Linked DNA regions of Mus musculus: all the other regions are linked to region 5. The links are chromatin contacts, called in public HiCAR-type and promoter capture Hi-C maps. All regions are on one chromosome and are shown on one strand. The core of a region is the stretch at or near the end of the contact, and the rest is flanking DNA. Distances in the headings are between cores, read along the strand shown.

Region 1 (2,700 bases), core at 21-2,520, 1.6 Mb before region 5:
TCCACCAGCTTGACATACATGGGCTCATCACAGTTGGATGCGAGCACACACAGATGGGCTTGGCGCCTAAAATGCAAAACTCAAAGGTGAAACCTTCAAGGGTCTTCACTGTGCTAGTAAACCTGACCACACAGGATTTACTGTACCAAACTGCAGACTAGCCATTCACTTTCCCTGTACAAACTTAGATACCAATACCACACATTATAATAGGAAACCTATTTATGGCCAAAGGAAACTATGACCACTTTCAGGGTATTTCCAACTTGAAAGCTGATCCAAAGCAGTCCTGTGCAGGAAGCACTGTAAATATTCACAACAGCATCCAAAATCACCTGACTTTACCTCAAACAGTAGAATACACGTGCATAAGCCTAATAAACCATGCATGTTCTCAAGTCTCCCGGATATAGCTAGATTTCCCCGACACCACAATATTGTCGTTTAAGTATTTGCAAACTAAATAATGATGCCCCCCCCTTTTCCATCTTCTAGCAAAACTACCGGACTATCTATCCCCACGAGCTACAGGTTTGTCAGACTAGCTGTTTCTCACCCATGAACGGGGTGAAGGGGTATCCGACAATTCAAGTCATCATGCAAACACTGTAGCTTTACAAAACTACTGCTCGTCATCCCCGATCCACACAGCAACCCACACATCCTAAGTGGGCTAGAGTTGATACCTTTTCCTAGGTTTCCTGCTGGCCGGATGACATTCAGAACTTTTGTGCTAACAGCATGAACTTCACGCTCTCTTCCCTTGGCTGCTGCAGTCTTTGTTCCGGCTGCAACACCCCACAGTATTGAGACTGAGACACGTACTTGTCTAAGGCTTTGGCAGCTTCGCGTATGCCACGTGCTAGGCCATCGTGGATGAGGGCGGTCTTCAGCACCTCTTGTAGAGCAGTGTTGACGTCCATTACACCTCCAGCAGCTATGCTGGAATGCAGACAGAGACGTTAGGACCCTCGGCAGGCTAGGGATGGGGAACTAGCATGGAGAAAAGCCCAGACCAGCGCCGCCCGCGGGAGGCCCACGCCCCACTCGCTCACCCTTCCTCGGCCATGGCGGTGAATCACGGGTGACGCCGAATCTTGAACGCACTGAAAGACAAAACATCAGTAAATCGCCCGTTAAGACCCAAGTACTTCACTTTTGAAGCCAAGGCGCAGTAGACACGCTATCGCCGGCGCACGAGCTGGGATCACACTCACCCCGAGCTTCCGCCTCCGCGCAAGTCGGCGGCGGCAGGGGAAAAGGCCGGCGGTGGCCGCATGACGGTATTTAAGCGCTCCGCTCGACTTCTGTGCGCATGTGCAACTCCTCCCACTAAAGAGGTGGCTCCGGTGGTGCCGTGCCTTAGGAGTTTCCACTTCCGCCTTTAGGAGCGTCCGTGGTAAGAACGCGGCTGGATTTCTAGCAGGCATCGCAGCGGGCAGCCTTTGCCCAGGGGGCGTGGACCACAGAGGTCCCACGATCCGCTCCTACGGAACACGAGAGGAGCCAAACTACTGCCGTTTTCTTCGCTGCTGAATTACTTTGTTTTAAGCAGTTTTTCCACGTCTTATCGTGAAGTTTCCTGTTGCCAATACTGGCCGATTAGGCTGAGTGTGTCCACATTTTGGTCCTTTGGTTTTTAGCCTCTCTGAGTGGCTGTGATTTGTGTATGATCACAAACCCCACTGCTTTGCAACGTGTTTAAGCAGACCTTGCGGCCAGGTCAGATCCCGGTCTGAATGCAACCGGTTCTGAATGAACATTTAGGTAATGACCCTAGTTTTTTTCCCGAGTCGCAGCTTCGCAGACACTGGATCCCTGAGGTACATGTTAAACTCTCACTGTGGATCTGTCACTAAATTCCACCGAGGATTCGGCTACCAGGAGTGGAACTCCAGAATCTTAAAGCCAGTTCCCGCCTACGCCGACAAATGCATTTTAATTTCGAAGGAATCACTCGCTCTTCTACTTCCAAAGCAAATACACAAGACATCTCTCTCAGAAGATATCCCCGAAGCCAACCAGAGCTTCTGATGGCCAACCTGGTGGATACAGTGATCATTGTCGGGCTCATGAATTTCATGAGGATATAAGAAAGTTGATGGAAGTTTTAGCTTTTCCAATAAACGTTTGGGTTTCACCCCTAAAGCCTCATGCTTGCTTCCTTACCCCTGCAATTCAAAAAAGTATTTAATAGGTGGTTAGTTTCTGTGGGCGTATTTCTGCCAGTGTCTATGGTGCTGTTTTAAAGATGAGAGACGGCGGACACTTAAAAGTCTGCATTTTAAAAGATAAAGCTAGTATTTTAGCCAAAGAGTAACATACCAGAATGCCACGGTGCTGGGGAGTGGAGATGATGTGGGAACGCAGGGGATTTGGAGTTTATGGCAGCATTTAAAAGAGGTTTTAACTAGAGTTCCAGCCAGGTAAGTGCAGGAAGAATATTCAGACAGGAAGAGAGAGCAGGAAGGCACACGTGCCTTTTGGCTGTTTTGGAAGTGATTTTGAAACATTACACAGTCGGAAAAGAATGTGGTTAAGTAGAGTTTAAGTAGTTTCCTTAGTATAAGGCTATTAAAAGTTAATGTGTCAAACCATACATAAGTTGCAAGACTTTCATCCCAGCACCTGAGAAGCAGAGGCAGGTGGATAGCTGTGAGTTCCAGGCTACCAGGAAGACAATGTCTAAAGCAAAAAAAG
Region 2 (2,700 bases), core at 56-2,555, 1.2 Mb before region 5:
AGAGGTTATTGCCTTGTCAAAGAATGATTTTTAAAAATAAAACAATTTTGAAAAAGGGAGAGATTTCAAAGAAAAACTTGAATTTCCTCTGTATCTTGGAAAACATACAATGTCACTATGATGGACTAATACTTCTAAAAGTTCACAGTGGAGATGATAGGTAGAACTCAGGGGTAGATCAACTACCTGAAATGTGAGGCCTTGGGTTTGATCCCTCATTCCTCAAAACAAAACCACAAACAACCCGGGACAATGATACAGGTCTGTACTCTGAACGATGAGGCAGGTTGCAAGTTCAAGGTCTACCTGGATTACAGAGTGAGTTCAAGGTTAATATCTGGGTAACCTGTGTAGACTTTGTTTCAAAAACAACAACAACAACAACAAAAACCACTGGAGATAGAGGACAGAGTGAAGGCCTCTCATGTCCAAGGACCTTGGTTCAATTTCCAGTGCTGGACAAAACAGCAAACCTCAACAGTTCACCATGGCCCGAGCTGAATCACATGACTTTAAATGAGTACATGTTCTTTGATCCACTGGGTGGATCCTACTGAGAAGACGCTGTGTTTGAGTCTGACCTAAGTCATCTACGTATGCTTGCAGGTGTAAAACCAACCAACATACAGTTTGCTCTGTGGTTCTGATTCACAATAGTATGGATTCCCCCTACCTCCACTTGAAGTCTATCGAACTTTTGGTATCATGTGTTTTCATGCTCTTTCCAGAAATAACACCATCTTAATTATAGGCAAATCCAAGGCAATCTATTCTAATTAATTTGGCAAAGTATTTCTTTCACATGAACAACTGATGTTTCTCATCCGAGAGGTCACATGCTTGAAGAGTTATTGTTGGAACAGTGTGTGCTCTTAAAGCCTGGGAAAACCACATCCTGTATTTCAAGGATGCGATACCAACTATGAGCCAGGAAAACATCTTTATCAAGTGGGCATTAGGAGATTATCTTTCATTTATCCTTCCGGGGCTTTAGCTAGGATTGCCTTGACATTTTTGCAGTGACATTTTAAAAATGGAGTTGTCAAGTCTACCACAGAGCTGAGGGTTAGGAAACAGAACCTTTAAAAGCTGAGAGTGCTCCCTCAGTCCAGGGAGTCTGGCGCCTCCGAATAAAGAACCCAGCTCTTCTCTATTGTATTGCTTCCTCTTCTGTTGCCCATAGACATCACTTTGTCACCCATCAGAGCTTGGCTCCCCAGCAATTTTGCCAGTCCCTCCAAGCTTCAGCTGTCACTGGCCAATGGGAGAGACGCAAGCCCCGCCTCCTCCTTCCTGGGGCTGTGCCCCGAGCATGCGCAGTGGGCGTGCTTGTGCCGCCGCCCATCAGCTGAGACCGGCTGCGCCAGGCAGTGGGCCCCCGGGTGACAGCGGCTGGAGGTGGCCGAGGAAGCCGGCGAGGTCAGGGTAAGAGGAGACTGCAGAGGCGGGGGAGAGGGGGGCGGGAGGGACACCTCAGAACTGCAGCTCGCTAGTGGTTGCTTTGGGGTGCGCAGAGCGGGGCTCCCCAGGGCGCAGGGCCGGCGCCTCCCTCTCGGGCTCCCACGCCCCGCTCCGGACTCCGGGACGCGACGTGCGAGCACCGGGGCGCGCGGCAATGGAGCCTTGGGGACCGGATACTACCGCCAGATCCTGGCAGGCTACGACCGTGTTCCCATTCTCTGTCAACTTCTCCTCCGAAGAACAGAAAGGGAAACGCGATGGGCCCTGGTCATCTGGCCACAGGTTCGTTCCGCGGCCCAGGGCCTTTGCTTGGCTGTTGGCCTTACTCACACAAGCTAACTTTCTTTGACCTACCTTGTGCTCGTTTCAATTGATTTATGCAAGACACATAACAAGGTAACAAGGTATTTCGAGAATTCGCATATGTGTTTTCTAGGTTAAATTCAGACCAAAAAAAAAAAAAAAGCTTGGACGAGGGTGGGAAGAGGAAGGAAGCTTTACAGTCAAATGCTAATTTTTCCTTATAGCTGTTAAAATTTTGCTTGCATTTTATATGCATATATCAATTTTTGATTGCGTCAGATCTCGTATTTTGTCAGGAATTATTATTTACAAGTTTTCCACAATCAGGAAAATAAAAGGAATTAACTGTGAAACACTGGTTTGGTCCTGTTGGAGGTAGGCATTTCTTTTAGGTGTACTCTGAGCCGCAGTGAACAGAGATTGATAACACTGTTAAATTGTGCCTTGTGGTGCCGATGGGTCTTCGGCTTTGCAAGCTGCTTTCGAAGTTGGCCCCCAGGCTTGTGACTAGTTAAGAACGAGGCTGTAGTTTCCCAGTGTCTGGGGAAGTTAATAGAACACAGTATTAACTCACTGACCTCTGGGTTCTTTTCCTTCAGCTAGCTCACTTCTTATGCTGCTCCTGATTAACAGTCGTTTCTAATTCTGATTATTATCCCAAGTTCATCCATACGCTGCTGGTGGAAAATTATGAATAATTATGTTGAGCTATATGCCACTAAATGGTGTGTGCACAAGGCCCTGGTTCAGTCCCCAGTACTGCAGGGAAATATTACCTCTATGTCTACTAGTACTGCTAGATAAAACTCCCACAGTTAAGTCTGTGTGGATTTTTCTCTGGTTCAGTGTAACTTGAAATATTAATGTGTGAAACTGTGGAGGAAAAAAAATCTTGGTTAATTAAGCTGAAACCAAACAGTGTAGCGTTTGGATTGA
Region 3 (2,700 bases), core at 146-2,645, 1.4 Mb after region 5:
CTGGGGCACCAGAACATTTGTAGCAAACACTTGGAGGGACACACAAACATGCAAATCAGTAACCAGCCCAACAACAACAGCAGCAGCAGCAGCAGCAGCAGCAGCAGCAAGGTATGGTTCTAAGAATAGCACTTGGGGACAGAAATAGGAAAATCTATGGTTTGAGACCAGCCTGGTCTACACAGAAAGTTCCAGGCCAGCCAGGGCTATTTCATCTAAATGTGTGTTGTGTGTGTGTCTCTGTGTGTGTGTGTGTGTAAAATAATAAAATATATATCAAGCAAAATGTTTCAATTGAGATTGTCACATATATCAAAGAGCAAGAATTTTTGTTTTTAATTTTTAGGACTAGGAAACCCAGAAAATGATTTTTTAAAACTGATGTTTGAACTTGCTTTTTTCAGTTGACTAAACAAGGCGGTATCTAGGTGGGCATCTCCTGGCACTTACTATCTTATTTTGGTCAAGATATTTCACCTGTCCACTGGCTATACTCTTTCTAATAATATTCTCTCTCTCTCTCTCTCTCTCTCTCTCTCTCTCTCTCTCTCTCTGTGTGTGTGTGTGTGTGTGTGTGTGTGTGTGTGTGTGTGTGTATCTGTGTCTGGCACAAGCTGGAGTATTCTTGGGCATACCCCCAACCCCACCACTGGAAAGTAATAGGTTCTCAGCAAATGTTGGAACTTCTTATTTTGACTATTAACTTTTTTTTTTTTTTTTTGGTTTTTCGAGACAGGGTTTCTCTGTATAGCCCTGGCTGTCCTAAAACTCTGTAGACCAGGCTGGCCTCGAACTCAAAAATCTGCCTGCCTCTGCTGGGATTAAAGGCCTGCGCTACCAAGCCCAGCTGACTGTTAACTTTTAACAGGCATTAGGTAGACAGTTTAAAGTTTATTTTTCCCAAATAGTGTTTGATTAAAAAAAAAAAAAAAAAAAAAAAAAAAAAAAAAAAAAAAAAAAGGTGTGCTTGATATTGCAGGGCACACAATAACACAGTATATTTTGTAGCGGAAAGCAAAGCCTTTCTGGTGGGCCAGATGGCATTGTGACCTTTGATTGGGCTTCTTGGTTTGGCTGTGGTGAATGTCGAATGCCTGAAGGGGTTAAGGAATGCCTTCCTTGAGTGATGCGAAGCAGCAGAAATAATCAGGTAGTAGTAACACATGGGGAAGGGAAAAGACTCTGTCCTAACCACGGTTTCCTCAGGCCCCCTTAACAACTGCTGCTGCTGCAGCGGCGGCTGCTGCAGCCTGGGATTGCCGGGTTTAAACAAAGCTGTGAGTCACACACAGCCTGTAACTGCAGGGCCAGGAAGCTCTGCGGGAGAGGCCACGCCTCTCTCCCTGTGAATCGCTGGCCCGGACAGGGGAGGGGCTGGCCCTTGCTAATGAGCAAGTTGGTCAGGCGAGACAGGAACTTCATTCCCCTCTGTGTCAGAATCCCAGAAATTATGCCCCTTCTCTCACCATGAACTGGCTATCGAGTTCCTCGGGAGTTGTGCTAACTGCTTACCACCCCAGCGGCAAGGACCAGGTCGCTGGGGACAGCCATGTAAAGGGAGGCGACGAAGCCACCTCCAGGTAAGGAGGAAAAACAAAAACCCTCTACCTGCCCAAGGAACAAAGTGACAGGGAAGTTGTCAAGAGCGGAGAGAATCACCTCTGTACTTGAAGCCTGACCTGACGCTGCAACATAGGCGGTTGGCTAGTTCTTTGCATCTCATTTACTCGAGTGCAAGAGCCCTTCTGGTTACCAGTGGAGGATGGGGGGAGTCGGGGGCGGGGGTGTGTGGGAGGTGACTCTGTGGCGCTCCGACCAGTTGCTTAGCAGGTGCATGTGCAAATACTGACTGATCAAATGACTGTATCGGAAACACTCTCTGGGAGATGGAATTCTTGAATGGGCTCAAAACGCCGCTGGAACTGTTAGCTGGGAAAGTCTGCCAAATAGCAGGGAGGCTGGTCACTCTTCTTGCTGTTTTGAGAGTGGCACCCTCCTCCTCTCTCTGAAAGCAGACCGCTTGGGCAAAATGCCCAAGTCAGTGGCCTGTGGCTGTGCTGTTCGCATTCTTCAGTGTGTGTAGATTACTCGCACAGCCAAACACACCCCTCCCTGCACTCTTGGGATTTCAAAGGGGAGTTTTTGTCAGCAGGCAGTAAGTACTCTGTTGGTAGAAGGAGCGTGGTTAATGTAAAATCACTTTATAGGCAGATAGGGCAAACGTTCTATAGACCATTGAGTCGCAGAGTCCTCTCTGCCTCTCTGTGTACTTTGTTCTGTTTTTCAAGGTTGGTTTTTCCCCTGCCTCTTCCTTTCTCGCCTTAATGACCTTCTCCCTAGCTGAAACCAGTAATCTCCAGTCTTAGATAGAAATTGCAAACATTGGCCTGGAAGATTGAAAAAAAAAAGTTATCAGTAAGTCCAATTCCATCTTGATATTAAAGGTGATAATGAACACTTTATTGTTCCTGGGTACTTCACGCCTGTGCCTTCCAAAGAAAAGAATGCCTTCTTTCATTGGTTTCCCAAATCCTTAACCGCGTGGGGCGTGTGAAAAATCAAAGGAAAGGTTAGACCTTGCCTGGGGAACTTTGCTTCTTACTTGTTGCCCTCTGTATGGAGGCCATTGGATAAACTCATTTCCAAAGTTCAAAGGGAGTGGTTGCTTTGGGGCTACACATGTAACCATTTTGTTTCCTT
Region 4 (2,700 bases), core at 43-2,542, 1.0 Mb after region 5:
AAAAAAAAAAAAAAACGGAGGTACAGATGATGGTAAACAGAAGACAAACTTTCTTATCTAGGGAGTGTCAATCTCAAATCTCAGAATAAAAAGCTTTGGTTTTCTTACTGTATGCAAGAAAGGATGGAAATCACAGGGTCCGCAAGCTTAGACGTCATTGTTCTCTGATTTACAAAACTTCTATTTCGGACTAGCATCCTTTCTCACATCTGGCTGCAACTCAGGTCTTCTAATTACTTCCACGTCTAAACGGACTGCATGTAGCTACAAGTAAAGGCCAAACTTTGGTCTTGTCTCTCGAACTTAAGATGCGTTTAACCACTAGAGGTCCCCCCTTGGCCAGTTTTGCAGGCTCACTATTTTGCTGCACTTGAAACTTTCCGGCTCTCTACTCGAGTCAGTGTTTTTCTAAAAACTTGCGCAAAAATCCACGCAACCGAGGTAGCCAGTACAGAGCTTCCCGGGCTCCCCACACCAATAAAGGCATCATAACCAACCACCTACGAAAATTGAAATGAAAATTCAACTCACTCATCCCAGGCGACGCACCTCCCCCCCCCCCCCACACACACACACACTCAAACCGGTTTCTTATTTCTCGTCTCAGTTTCCCTTAACTTAGAACAATTCTTTAACATCTATTTTTGTTCCTGGGCACTTTGGATGATCTTAAATGCATGCTTTTGGCGGTAGCCCCAAGGTGGCAAAGGAGCGGGCCAAGGGATGCAGAAGGCGGGGGGGATGGGCCCAGCAAACTGCGCCCGAGAAAGTTGCATAAGGAAAGAGACTCCGTTTTTCGGGTCCCCCCCCCCTAAAAAAACAAAAAAAAGAAGAAAAATAAATCAGCGGGGAAAGGAGAGGAAAAGGAAGCTGGGCGGTGGCTGCAGGAGGACAGAGAAGGAAAAACCAAAGCGAGTTTACCTTCGTGTCCCCGTGGAAGGGTGGGGCAAGAGCCCTGACCCACGCGACCCGGCAGTGCGGCTGGATCTCCCACCCGTTTGGTCGGAGCGCGGACGGACAGACAGACACCACGGCCGGACGCGAAGAAAGCCGCCACGCTGGTCAACTTTCTCTCACGGCCCCGCGGTGGGCCGTGATCGGATCAGATCCGATCGTGAGGTTCGGGTCCTAGAAACCCCCACACACATGCACTTTTTTGCCTTTTGGATTTTTTTTTCCTTTTCTCTTTTTCCCTTTTTCTATTCTCCCAAGAAGGCGATTAAAGTTTTCCCTCCGCCAGTGCGCCCCTGGCCCCGCCGCTCTCAAGTTTGCCTCCTCCTCCGGCCGGCGGCTGGCTGGCTGGCGGGGCGCGCGGCGGATGCCTCCGCTCCTGCGCTTCCCGATCCCCACCCCCGCCGGCCTCTACTTCCCCCGCCCCGCCGCCGCTGCGCGAGGCCGGCCCCGCCGGGCCCAGGACGCGAGCGTGGACCAGACAGTAGCCCATGAGCGCAGATCGGCGCACGCACGGGTGGCGAGGCGGACCCCGGCCGCCGGCCTCGGCCACCCGGGGCGGCGGTAAACAAGTTGCAGGCTCCACGGCCCCCGCCGCAGCCCGCCACCGCCTCGCCTCGCCTCGCTCGCACGCCCGCGCCCGCACCGGCGGCGCTGCGCGGAGAAGATCGCCGCGACGGTGCGGGTGCCCGGCCCGGCCCCGCGTCCTCCACCCCGCGGGGACGGCAGTGTCGAGCCCGCGCCGCCGCGTTCCCTAAAAGCACTTTCCTGCTTCCAGCAGGAGGAAAAAAAAAAAAAAAATCCAGCGGAGGCTTTATTTCTTTCTTCTTCTTCTTCTTCTTTTTTTTTTTCCGTGCAACTTTCCCAAAATGGCGGAAATTGGAGGCGATCTCTAGGAAATTCTCCCACAGTCGGCGGCGGGGAGCGGGGAGGTGGCGAGCGGGGAGAGCACACACGCAAACTCTCGGCCGCCGGCCCCGCCGCGGCTCGGGTGTGCGTGCGGGTGCGGGTGCGTGTGCGCGGTGCGAGTCGCGGAGGGAGGCCTCTCGGCGCGCGCTCACACTCACACCGACACACACTCACCGACACATACACAGACACACACAGCCACAGAGACACACACTCACACACACATACACACACACACACATACACACTCACACACATACACACACACACACACACACACACACACACACACACACGGCCGCGCCAGCGAGACGCGCCTCTGCCACATTCAACCAGTCGGTTCTCCGCAGCCGAGCTGGCTGGCGAGCAAAGTGGCCCGGCCTCTTTTCCCACTGCCTCGGTCTCCCGTACTTGGACTTGTCGCGCTCGCCCGCCCGCCCGCTCGCTCGCCCGCCCGCCCGCTCGCTCACCCGGTGCGCGCTCGGCACAAAGGCCACACGGGCGGAGGGGGCCGCAGGGGCGGCGCGCCGGGGCTCGCGTCCTCCCGCCGCCGCACCGATCGTGCCCGCGGTCCCCTCCCGAAGCCGCCCCCTCCCCCCCTTAGGCTCAGGCCGACCGCGCTCGGCGCCCCCGGGGAGGCTGCGGCTCCGCCGCGTTTCCCCCCCACCGCCGCCCCGGACTCGCAGCCCCGCGGTGCCGCGCTCCCCCCCCCCCCCCCAGCGCCGCCACCCAGCACCCGGTGTCAAAAAAGCGACCAAAGTGACAAGCTCCGGGCGGGGGGAGGGGGCCCACACGCATCCCGCTGCCTGCGCGCGGGCGACGGCCGAACGCGGCCGCCTT
Region 5 (2,700 bases), core at 91-2,590:
TGGTCCCTGCCGTGATACCTTGCCACCCATTCAAAGTAAAGGACTGGGTGACCAAGGACAGAAGCCTATGGCGCCATGAGGAAATCTCTTCAAAGTTATCTGTTTCAGGCATTTCCTCATAGCAACAGAAAAGCAACACCAATTATTCCAAGCCTTCTTTATGCTAGAAATGTATGTAATCAGGATTCCAGTATTCATTAAACAGCTTATCAAACTCTCCTTGTGTTCTTAGCGTCTGGGACTGAAGTCAACTAAGTCAACTCAAGTTCCTGACACACAACAAATGCTATTATAGCAATAATTTTATTATTTACAAGGATGATTCTAGCAAGTAATTTATTTCCCCAACTCTTTTCTTTTTGATGTAGGTACCCTTTTCATAGCGAGGAACCAGCTGATAAAACACCTGCATGTGTGCCATTACCTGGGAAGTATCCACACGCAAGGCATTGCTACTGATGGTTAATTTGATCTTGCTAATTTTACAATGTTTAGGAAGGAAATTGGCAGAGGTGAATCATTAAAGATTTTATTAGAGGTGGGAGGAAGCAAATGACTAGAAGAACACAGGGTGGGGTTGAAGATGCTGGAGGCAGTGGGCTGCCACTCTGACAGCTTGACATGCAATGCTCAGAAAAGATGAAATAAGTAGAAGAGATTGAGGTCTAATTGTACTAATGTGTAAAACTTACCACTATCTATCTATCTATCTATATCATTCATATATATAATATATACATATCACGTGTGTGTATTTTTTTATTTTAATTTTTTGTCACTGCCTTATCCCCATTATACTTTGCAAGCTAGGTTCTCAATTCTCTGCCGGGAGATATCCTGACTAGTAAGGCTGAGCATCAAAGCGCCTCTCCTCCACAGGGTTTACCCAATCTCTCCTGCCTCTCCCACAGGAAGAATAAATGGATTCTTTTCAAGCCTATCCTGTGAAAGCACTTCTTTCACTGCAGACTGAGGGGGGACCCGGCTTTCCTTATTCGGTTTCCTGGACCTGCTCTACCGTCTACCACGAAAAAGGCATCCAGTGAAGGTTTGGTTAGTGAAAGCACTCCGAAGAAAGAACTTTTCGAAGTTGAGAGGGCATTTAAGGCCAAGATACTCAGAAAGAACGCCTCGCACACGTGCACTGGCTGTCATTATCTCCAGGGTCGCTCCGAGGGCGAAACGCACCCCTGCGGCGGGGCACTGGGCCCGAGAGCCGCGCGAACCCCTCGGGAAGGCCCCCCTCCCACGCCAGCAGGCGCCGGGGGCGTGGCTTTGGCCGTGGGGCGTGGCCTGCCCGCGGGGGTTTCCGCGCCCGGGGCGTGCCGGGCGGGGGACGAGGGCGGGGCTTCCGCCAGGAGGGGGCGGGGCTTGCGCGGAGAGTTCTCTGACGGCCCCAGTCAGGGAATTTCAATTTGAAACCCAGAGGAGGGTGGAGGCGGCGGGTGCGGAGGGCCGGCGGCGTCCGAGGCTGGAACGGGACGCGTTCCCGGGGCGAGCAAGCTCGAGAGGGGCGGTGTCCGGGTAAGGAGGCGAGCGGGCTGCGGAGTGGCGGGCGGGGTCCTGACACGCTGCAGGCGGGAAGCGGACCCCGGCAGGAAGCCCGGACGGCCATCCCGGGCGGGGGAGGGGGCGGCCGCGGGCCCGTCTCTCTCCTTCCCGGGCGGGGACCGCGGCGGCGTCCCCGGGCTCTCGCGCCCCGGCCCTGCCGAGGCGTGCGGCTCCATCCTGGGTGCCGGGGGCTCGCCGCGCCCTCTCTCCCGAGGGTCGCCAGACGCGGGCCCGCGGCGCGCGTGGGCTCTGCGGGAGTCGGGGAGGGAGCGCGCCCCGCCAGCCACCCAGCCCCACGCGCGCCGCAGGTCGGGCCAACGCGGGCGACCCTCTGTCCCCGCCGCCCACTGTGCGGTCTGGAGCTGAGGACAGACACCCTCGCACGTTTTCTGCGGCGAGCCTTCCAGCTCGGACACCAGGCCATCCGCCCCCGATGGCTTCTTTTTCTCGGCGCTGGCAGCTGAGGGGTGGGAGCAGTTTAGGTGAGCTGCAGGTCAGGGGCTACGAGGAGGAAATAACCGAGTCGGTGGCGTTGAGGTTGGCATCTCGGGATCCCCCATCCTCAACCCCAGACGTCTGCGGTGGACGTTAGTCATTAAATGTCCCCAGACGCCAGCCTCAGGCGGGGCCAAGTTTTATTTATTTATTTGGGGTGAAGTTAGAAGAGCGCCCTCTTCCCCCGGTGTCTTATTTTGGGGAGTGGTCTCCGTGGAGCTTCCTTACAAAATGAGGAAGCCCTTCAGAAAATCTGTCACCTGAACAGCTGTCCCTGATTTTTAAGGTTCCTGGGAGAGTGGTAGGCACGGTGGCATCTAGGGGAGTTGTACTTACATTTCCTCCTTTGGGAATCAAGATTCTCTCTGTTTCTTGAACTTTGTTGCATGTGAAATGTGGGGTGTGCAGGGCAGTATGTTCTTGTTTCTGTGATTAGCTACAAAACAAAACAAAAACGGTCTCAGTTTTCTCCACTCATTTTTCTTCAGTCCTTCCTGTCTGTCTTTCTTCTTTTCTTTTCTTTTCTTCTCTCTCTCTCTCTCTCTCTCTCTCTCTTTCTTTCTTTCTTTCTTTCTTTCTTTCTTTCTTTCTTTCTTTCTTTCTTTCTTTCTTTCTGGGAGTTCATTATCTCTGTATTCTTCATTGCCTTATCAC

What was found. Promoter capture Hi-C pulls out the DNA fragments that hold promoters and counts their contacts. HiCAR-type assays count read pairs that join an accessible place to other places.
Region 1: a promoter capture Hi-C map of pre-B cells shows a contact between it and region 5, with 4 times the contacts expected there. The contact joins the promoter of Rps12 here to the promoter of Epb41l2 in region 5. A contact is called at or near these places in 1 of 39 promoter capture datasets (pre-B cells) and 1 of 484 Hi-C or Micro-C datasets (regulatory T cells).
Region 2: a promoter capture Hi-C map of pre-B cells shows a contact between it and region 5, with 4 times the contacts expected there. The contact joins the promoter of Stx7 here to the promoter of Epb41l2 in region 5. A contact is called at or near these places in 2 of 39 promoter capture datasets (liver and pre-B cells).
Region 3: a promoter capture Hi-C map of pre-B cells shows a contact between it and region 5, with 8 times the contacts expected there. The contact joins the promoter of Arhgap18 here to the promoter of Epb41l2 in region 5. A contact is called at or near these places in 6 of 39 promoter capture datasets (the 3T3-L1 cell line, the C10 cell line, hippocampal neurons and 2 more) and 3 of 115 datasets of contacts at active chromatin or transcription factors (astrocytes, large pre-B cells and pancreatic cancer cells).
Region 4: a contact with region 5 is called in a HiCAR-type map of astrocytes, with 4 times the contacts expected there. The contact joins the promoter of L3mbtl3 here to the promoter of Epb41l2 in region 5. A contact is called at or near these places in 4 of 39 promoter capture datasets (the C10 cell line, hippocampal neurons, liver and 1 more), 1 of 484 Hi-C or Micro-C datasets (CD4 T cells) and 6 of 115 datasets of contacts at active chromatin or transcription factors (the 230-238 cell line, astrocytes, extraembryonic endoderm stem cells and 3 more).

The regions. Positions count from the first base shown.
Region 1 is chr10:23,785,939-23,788,638 of GRCm38.p6, forward strand. Rps12 (ribosomal protein S12) reads right to left here and starts at 1,271. Exons shown (of 6, transcript NM_011295.6): 1 at 1,218-1,271; 2 at 1,056-1,106; 3 at 826-942; 4 at 1-66. The coding sequence starts at 1,069. It overlaps LOC115487513 (a small nucleolar RNA gene), which reads right to left and starts at 605; the gene lies at 532-605.
Region 2 is chr10:24,147,984-24,150,683 of GRCm38.p6, forward strand. Stx7 (syntaxin 7) reads left to right here and starts at 1,306. Exons shown (of 10, transcript NM_001358563.1): 1 at 1,306-1,425.
Region 3 is chr10:26,771,117-26,773,816 of GRCm38.p6, forward strand. It overlaps Arhgap18 (Rho GTPase activating protein 18), which reads left to right and starts at 1,396. Exons shown (of 15, transcript NM_176837.2): 1 at 1,396-1,580. The coding sequence starts at 1,468.
Region 4 is chr10:26,372,780-26,375,479 of GRCm38.p6, forward strand. L3mbtl3 (L3MBTL3 histone methyl-lysine binding protein) reads right to left here and starts at 1,293. Exons shown (of 22, transcript NM_001359254.1): 1 at 922-1,293.
Region 5 is chr10:25,358,458-25,361,157 of GRCm38.p6, forward strand. Epb41l2 (erythrocyte membrane protein band 4.1 like 2) reads left to right here and starts at 1,341. Exons shown (of 20, transcript NM_001199265.1): 1 at 1,341-1,524.